2 separate regions of the Sus scrofa genome follow, and region 2 is linked to region 1. The links are chromatin contacts, called in public Hi-C maps. All regions are on one chromosome and are shown on one strand. Each heading gives the region's core, a stretch centred on a gene start, on an enhancer-like site or on the middle of the called end of the contact. The rest is flanking DNA. Distances are from core to core; before and after follow the strand shown. Region 1 has its middle 25 kb from the start of TOR1AIP2. Region 2 overlaps QSOX1 (sulfhydryl oxidase 1).

Evidence for each region. Hi-C and Micro-C count contacts between places; a contact is called where the count stands out from the background.
Region 2: a contact with region 1 is called in a Hi-C map of liver, with 2.3 times the contacts expected there. The contact joins two enhancer-like sites. A contact is called at or near these places in 13 of 47 Hi-C or Micro-C datasets (alveolar macrophages, embryonic fibroblasts, epiblast stem cells and 7 more).

The regions. Positions count from the first base shown.
Region 1 is chr9:121,461,580-121,465,356 of Sscrofa11.1, reverse strand. No RefSeq gene overlaps it. Among named protein-coding and RNA genes, the nearest start is that of TOR1AIP2, 25 kb to the left of the region's middle. Within about 2 kb of position 1,761, at least 6 of the 83 cell types and tissues checked have an H3K27ac peak or open chromatin away from gene starts, as enhancers often do. A contact at or near this core is called in liver, where this site is marked.
Region 2 is chr9:121,790,151-121,793,566 of Sscrofa11.1, reverse strand. All of the region lies in intron 3 of QSOX1 (sulfhydryl oxidase 1), which reads right to left. Among named protein-coding and RNA genes, the nearest start is that of QSOX1, 13 kb to the right of the region's middle. Within about 2 kb of position 1,771, at least 20 of the 83 cell types and tissues checked have an H3K27ac peak or open chromatin away from gene starts, as enhancers often do. A contact at or near this core is called in liver, where this site is marked.

The DNA of each region.
Region 1 (3,777 bases), core at 512-3,011:
AGAGATATGACTAGAGGGGGAGAGCAAACTGGGGGCAGCCCCTCACCATCTGCCCCTCCCTCCATCCTGGGTTCCCACATCCTGGTGGGCGGCATTGAGCATAAGTTTATGGGACAGAAAACACTTAAGACTAGTGGGATGGGAGCTCCCACTGTGGCACAGTGGGTTAAGAATCTGACTGCAGTGGCTTGGGTCGCTGGGGAGGTGCAGGTTCCATCCCCCGCCTGGCACCATGGGTTAAAGGACCTGGCCTTGCTGCAGCTGCAGTGTAGTTTGCAGCTGTGGCTCAGATTCAGTCCCTGGCCTAGGAACTTCCATATGTTGTGGGTGCGGCCATTAAAAAAAAAGACTAGTGGGATGTCTTGTTTGGGTCCATAGATGACGTTTTGCAGAGGAAGAACGAGAACGTCTAGATTTATGTTGTTTAGTGTTTAAATTATCTCTCCACGCACCAACCCCACCTGGGAGCATCAGCTGACAGAAACTTTCAGTCTTACAGAAAAAACACACTATATTAAAAAGCAAAAGTAAACCACTCTGTTCTATGGGTTTGAAAAAAATAGGAAATGGTCTTTCGCTAACCATGTCTCACTCTGTCCTCTTTTTTAATTTCCAGTGGTCTTGGGATCGTATGTTGCATCTGATGTTTAGAGCAGATGCAGATGCGAGGAGCAGAAATGCCCCTGTGGGGAAAAGCCCAACTATGCATCGTCATTGAAAATGTGCTCCAATGTAATATTCTTAAAATATTGGAAAGCGGAGTGAGCGTGGGTTCCATTCACCAGGCGACCCTGTGGCTCTCCTGTGGGCAAAGGCAGAGTCTTGAGCGGGGCGACCTGATCTGATTATCCCATCTGCACTGCCCTGCCAAGGTCTGCCACCTCCTGCCCTCCCCTCCCTCCCCAGAACTGCCGAAGCCTGGCCGTGACCTGGCGTTGTGGCTATGGGGAGTCGAGGACATGACAGGGCTGTGGCTGTGTCAGCCCCGTAGGGTACAGACACCAATGCAAGCATGACCAAGGTCTGTTATATTTGGCCCAGAAGCTGTATACAGACTCTCTTGTAGAATCCAAAGCCGGAGCAGGCTTTGCAGCCTCCCTTTGCTTCTGGCCCTTCCTGCAGCCACGCCTGGGTGTCCTTGTTGACGTCTTAGGGCTGCTGTGTCTAAGAAACTGACACTCACCTGGGGGTTATGACCCCCTTTTTTATTTTTAAGTGTCTCCTCCCCCCTCCCCCAGATAGTTTCTGTGACTCCGTCCTTTGCTTCCCTTTGACAGAGAAGCAGCAGGGGCTCAAGGTTTCTGAGAACCAGGAGGCAAGTTCAAGCTCTTGCCCTTGAACCTTTGCCTGTGACTGACTCAGTCGTAGTTGCCAAGCTCCGTCGGCTCAGGCTCTGCCAGGGCTGGCTTCGCTCTGGAGTAATCCTCTTAGACCCCCAAATTGTCTGGTGAGCCCTCAAAACTGGACATTTTTATTCCCCCGGTCAGATGGTTGCTGATGGCTGATGGAGGAAACTTTCACATAGGAGGGACGGGGCAGTCAGTCTGGCTGTCACAGGATCTGGCTTGAACTTCATGCTGATTGGGACAGCCTGTCTGTGGCCCATCACACATCCACTGGACGTCGGCTCTAACCATACAAGACAAGGGTGCCGTGTCCAGAAGTAAAGAATGTCCGTTTTGAAGATAGAGATAAATGCCTCCCTTCCTGGGACGTCAGTGCCAGGACCTCTTTGATGATAAGGCTCCCTCCCCAGGCGCTGAGGCCAGACTGACTCACTGTGGATGTGCTAATCTGTCTTTGTTGGAAATCCTGAGGGCATGTACCCCTGTCGTGTTTGATGTTCTTTGCTCTGATAAGATATAAAACTGCTGAAAACCATGCTTCTCTGGAGCAATTCCTCAGAGCCATCTCAGAGTCCGTCTCCAACTTGCATTAAACTCTCCTCTGTTTTATTATAGGCTGGTGACTGATGATTCGCGGCGACAGTGCATCGAGGTGAGGGTGACTCTGTGACCTCTGCCTGTCCCCTAGCTCTAGGACTCTTGGATCTCCACAGCTGAGGTCACGTCTTAGAGCCGTCTTTCTTTTCTTGTCTCTGTAATTCACGTCACTGTGTATCTCCACCTTCTAGGCTCCAGCCTGTCACCTAGCTCATCCTCTGCTAGCTGCGCCTATCTCTGGTGGAACTTCAGTCGGCCCTCATCAGCTACAAATTGCCTTGGTCAATGGTTTCCTGCCCCAGTGACCTGGGACCCATCTGTTATGGATTGAATGCATGTGTCCTCTGAAATGTATATAATTGGAATCCTACCCCACAGCGGGGTAGCATTAGAGGTAGGTCTTTAGGTGTGATAGGTCCTGGGGTGGAGTCCTCATATGTATGATAGTACCCTTATAAAAGAGGCCCCGGGGGTGGGGTGGGGGGCTCTCTGGTCCCTTTCTTCCATGTGGTTCCTGGTTGGATTCGTTTCTGCTGCGCCACGACGGGAACTCCATCCGTTCTTCCGTGTGAAGACACAGTGAGAAGACGGCCATCCGGGAATGGAAAAGTGCACCCTCGCCAGACACTGAAGCTGAGAGCACCTTGACCTTATACTTCCCAGCCCCCAGAACTGTGAGAAACAAATGTTTGTTGTTTAAGCTTCCTATCTATGGTAATTGTCAGCCTGAGCTAAGACCCTGTCCTTAGCGATTCCATTCTTGCAAACATGAGGACAAAGTCTGGCAGGAAAGACATGCTGAGGTTGGTATTAACTTCCTAAAGTAATGAGGCAAGCAGATGGGACGTCCCTCCCCGCCCCATCCTTTTTTTTTTTTTTTTTTAGGGCTGCACATGCAGCATATGGAGGTTCCCAGGCTAGGGATTGAATTGGAGCTACAGCTGCCAGCCACAGCCACTACCACAGCCATGTGGGGACTGAGCCTTGGCTGTGAACTACACCACAGCGCACGGCAACACCAGATCCTTAACCCACTGAGCGAGGCCAGGGATTGAACCCGGGTCCTCATGGATGCTCATCAGGTTTGTTACCGCTGAGTCTCATTGGGCAGTATCCTCCCTCTCCCCACCGCCACCCTGTCTTTGAAGTCTTTGACCATGCCAGTCTGAGGACAAGGGACTCCATCTTCTGCCCTCTGAGTCTCCACTCTGCGTTTTAGTCCAGGGCAAGTAAATACCTGGGGGTTTAGGATTTTACCTGTGAAATACGTGTTAATTTTCTGGTCTAGAGTACCGTCCTCTTGAGGGCAGGGTGGTAGTTTTCATCTCTCTCTCTCTCATTCCTGGCACGATGTTTAGCACCTAGGGTTGCATCTCCAGCAAATGTTAGTTGAACGGACAGTTTTGCCTGTAAGCCCTACTCTGTCATGGCTGTTTTGCACAGTGGGTGCCTTTTTGGCGTTCCCACCTAGCTCAGCGAGGGAGCACCTTGGTTGACCCTTAGAATAGTCGCTGGATCACAGGACTCAAAGCTGTGGACACGGCTGCAGCGGGAACCACGTGGCTCACTACGGAAATGATGGTGTCTGGCCACTCAGCTTCATTTAGAACTTTCTGCGACGCACGGATCCCAGAACGTGACAAAGGAGTCAGACTTTTGACAATCAGGTTGTTTTGTCTTTACTGAAACTTTCTGACGTCATTTGACTGGACTTCGAAAACACATAGGTTCCTTACACTTTGGCTTGGAGTTTCTTTGCCGAGAAGCTTCTTAAAAGGGGAACATGAAATGTTCAAATGACCTATAGTCCAAAGCCCTCATTTCACAGGAGGGG
Region 2 (3,416 bases), core at 522-3,021, 330 kb before region 1:
GTTTCTGGCCAGGGTTTACGGTGAGCACCGTGCTGTGCCCCCAGCAAACATTCACTCAACAGCTGCTGATGGACGGACCACCTCAGACGCCGCATCACAGACGGGCTACCCTGCCCATGGGGCGATGAGAAGGATGACAAGTAACATTTATGGAGCCTGGAGTCATACACTGGGGTCTCTGCTAAAAACCTCAGTTCACACACGGCGACAATCCTCTTAGGTAGATATCATCATCCCATTTTCCAGACAAGGAAACTGAGGCTGGGCGGCTTCCTGAGTCACAGACGTAAGCAGGGGAGCCGGGATATGAAGTCGCATCAATTAGCTCCTCAGAACCTTATGAAGGGAAAACGTCTGTCCCCTCCCAACCAATGCTGCTGCTTCCAGTAATCCTGACCCAGCCCAGCCTTTGGCTACAAAGGGTCCTGTCCCATTACCCATGGAGGGGCACTCCTGTGACCATGACAAATGGTCATGGACCATGCCAGCCTCTAGGTCCCCGTGGTGCCAGGGGGAACCAGCCACAAGGCTCTCCCCGGCTCTGTTCTCTTCCAGCTGGGCCCTGGCTTCAGGCTGATGGGGCCCTGACATAGCTGGTCCGCCCTGCAGGGCCAGGTGTTTGCTAAACAGGCTGGGCTAGTGGAAGCGTAATGTTTGCTCACAGTGACAAAGGGCAGGAAGCAAAGGAAAGAGGACAATGACAGATGTCACTGGGGGTGGCCAGACTCTCGCATGGGTCTGTCCCCATCACCCCAGCAACACTCTCACTTCTCCCTGTTCAAACATGTCCTCATCCTAGAGTTTCTTGCAGCCTTTGTGGGAGGGAGGAAGGACAGGGGACAGAAGACAGAGGGACAGGGCTGTCTCTCCGTCCTGCTGACAGCCAGGCCCACCTCCAAGGTCTGCACTGCTTTCTAGGGAGTCCAGCCACGCTGCCCACAGGCACACCGGGTTCTCAATGGGCCAGAATCCCTGGAGATCTGGAATCTGAGGAGTGTTTTCCAAACACTAGAAGCAATCTAGTGGTAAGCTGTAAAATCGCTTTAGTGAATCACAGTATTTAAAAAAAATAAATAAATAGAACGGAAAATATCAGTGTGCTGCACTTACTAAGAATATGATTTTATGAAACATTTGTTGTTTAGGGATAACAGATACAAACCAATTTCTGGATCTCACGGTCAATACTGTGGGTCACAGGAGTGACATGTGTTCCAACAGCTCGGGCCTTAAAGCAGAGACCCACCAGGAGCCCGAGCCACTGTGCCCTAGACCGGAGCCCTAAGGAGAACCTGCCTACCTCTTCCTGCCCAAACTGAACAGCGGGAGCCTCGGAGGGCTTGGCCGAGGGAGGCCGCGACACTGGTTTCTGCAGCTCTTAAGAAATGGACAGGTGACTGCCAGCCCAGCCCAGCCTGGGGGGGCTGCCCATGTCCAGGCAGGGGGAGGTCAAGGAGACCAGCTCAGGGCCCTCCCCGCACCCCTCCCACAGGCGGCTGGGTGGCGGAGGAGATGATTAATCTGATTCATCGCTGGAGGCACTCAGGCGGCGTGTGCTGCGTGACTGGGGTAGGCGCTGAGAAGCTTCTGGATTGCCTGATGTACCTGGGCCGCCTGCTTCACACCCACTGCCTCCCAGACAGAAACAGAAAGCCCTCCCTCGCCTGGGGTGGGGGGGTGGGGTGCTGGCAGGGTTGCACCCCTGCGTGGAGTGCTCGCTGGGAGGAAAATCACTGGCCTGGGAGCAGGGACTCCGGCTGCCACAATGGTTTTCCCACAGCTTCCCGGGCGGGGCTGCCGGCCCTGGCTCAGCAGCAGGAACAGAGAGCTCCATCCGCCCCCTCGGAGAGTGTTTTTGAATATTTGAAGTTACAGACCTTGGGGCCAAGGACAGGGCAATGGCCCTGCCAGGGAAGTCTTGTACTCAAAAGAGAGGGTTGATAAACAATCTCTCTGCCACCACCTCTAAAGGTTACAGCCGTCACTGCTGGCTCAGGACACTTCCCCAGGCAGCCTGGTCCCAGCGGGCTGGAGCCTAAGCGGTAATGGGAGCAGCACGGCAGGAGGCTCGCCCCCAAACCCAGCAGGATCTCACTGGCTGCGAGAACAGACAACAGCCTGACATGGAGTTAGTGCTGGACGGGGGCTGGAGGGGGCCGGAGGCTTGCTTTTGAGAAGAATTCTACTTGGCATCACCAGGCTCAGATCCAGCTCAGGGTTCTGCCTGTCGACTGAAGGCCCTGACCTTGAGGCAGAATATTAATTCAGGTTGTTAGTGGAGGAGCAGGGGCTCCGATGTAGTCCTTTGATGTGGATTTTGATTAACCTTTGTGGCTGAAGGGCTCTAGGCAGTAACCCCTCCGCAGGCCTTGTCTTCTTATAGGAAATGCAAACTCCCCACAGACTTTGTTTACTGTAGGAAATGCGAATCTCTAGCCCACTCCTCCACTGATAAAAAAGGAATGAGAGGAATGGTGACTTAATCCAAGAAAAGGACAAAGAAACCATAAAACGTACAGGGGACTTTTCCAACCCTAAAACCCATCTTGGACAAGGACTGATACAGGTAATTGAGCAAGGCCAAGGGGACCCCATGTTGGTACCACCCCCCCATCTTTAGAGATAAAAATCCCTAAAGGACAATAGGAAAGCGGGGCTCTTCCCCCCCACCCCCCACCCCCCGTCCTGGGAGCTATTTGCTTTTCTTTCTTTTCTTTTTTTTCTTTCTTTCTGTCTTTCTGCCATATCTTGGGCCGCTCCTACGGCATATGGAGGTTCCCAGGCTAGGGGTCGAATCAGAGCTGTAGCCCCCGGCCTATGTCAGAGCCACAGCAACACAAGATCCGAGCCGCGTCTGCTCACACCACAGCTCATGCAAGCCGGATCCTTGACCCACCGGGCAAGGCCAGGGATCGAACCCGCAACCTCATGGTTCCTAATCGATTCGTTAACCACTGCACCACGACGGGAACTCCCAACTATTTGCTTTTCTTTAATAAAGACTCTGTTTGCTTGCTGCCTGTGTGTTCGTGGAGTTCATTCTTTGACTACCAAGAATCCAGATTCTGGTACCTTCTTTCCAGGATCAAACTCAGAGATATCTTATCCTGGGGACAATGGTTGGCTTTTCTATTTTCAAAGGCATGTCCTGATTATTCTTAGTGGCCACAGAGGAAACCGCTATTCCAGATGCCATTCTGGTGGGAGCACACTAATTATTTATTGCTGGCAGTAGAGAGAGATGCGATTTGGATTCTTTTGGAAGAGAACTGGATTATAGCTGGCCCTGAGCCCTGGGGAGGGCGCTAAGTTTAAAGGCAAAGCCTTGTGGCTCTGGGCTTCCCAGGGCCTCGGATGTGAGACCTTGGAAGTGGCCCAGATGTTGACTAAGCAGCTGATGCCCTGCGGTGAGCGGG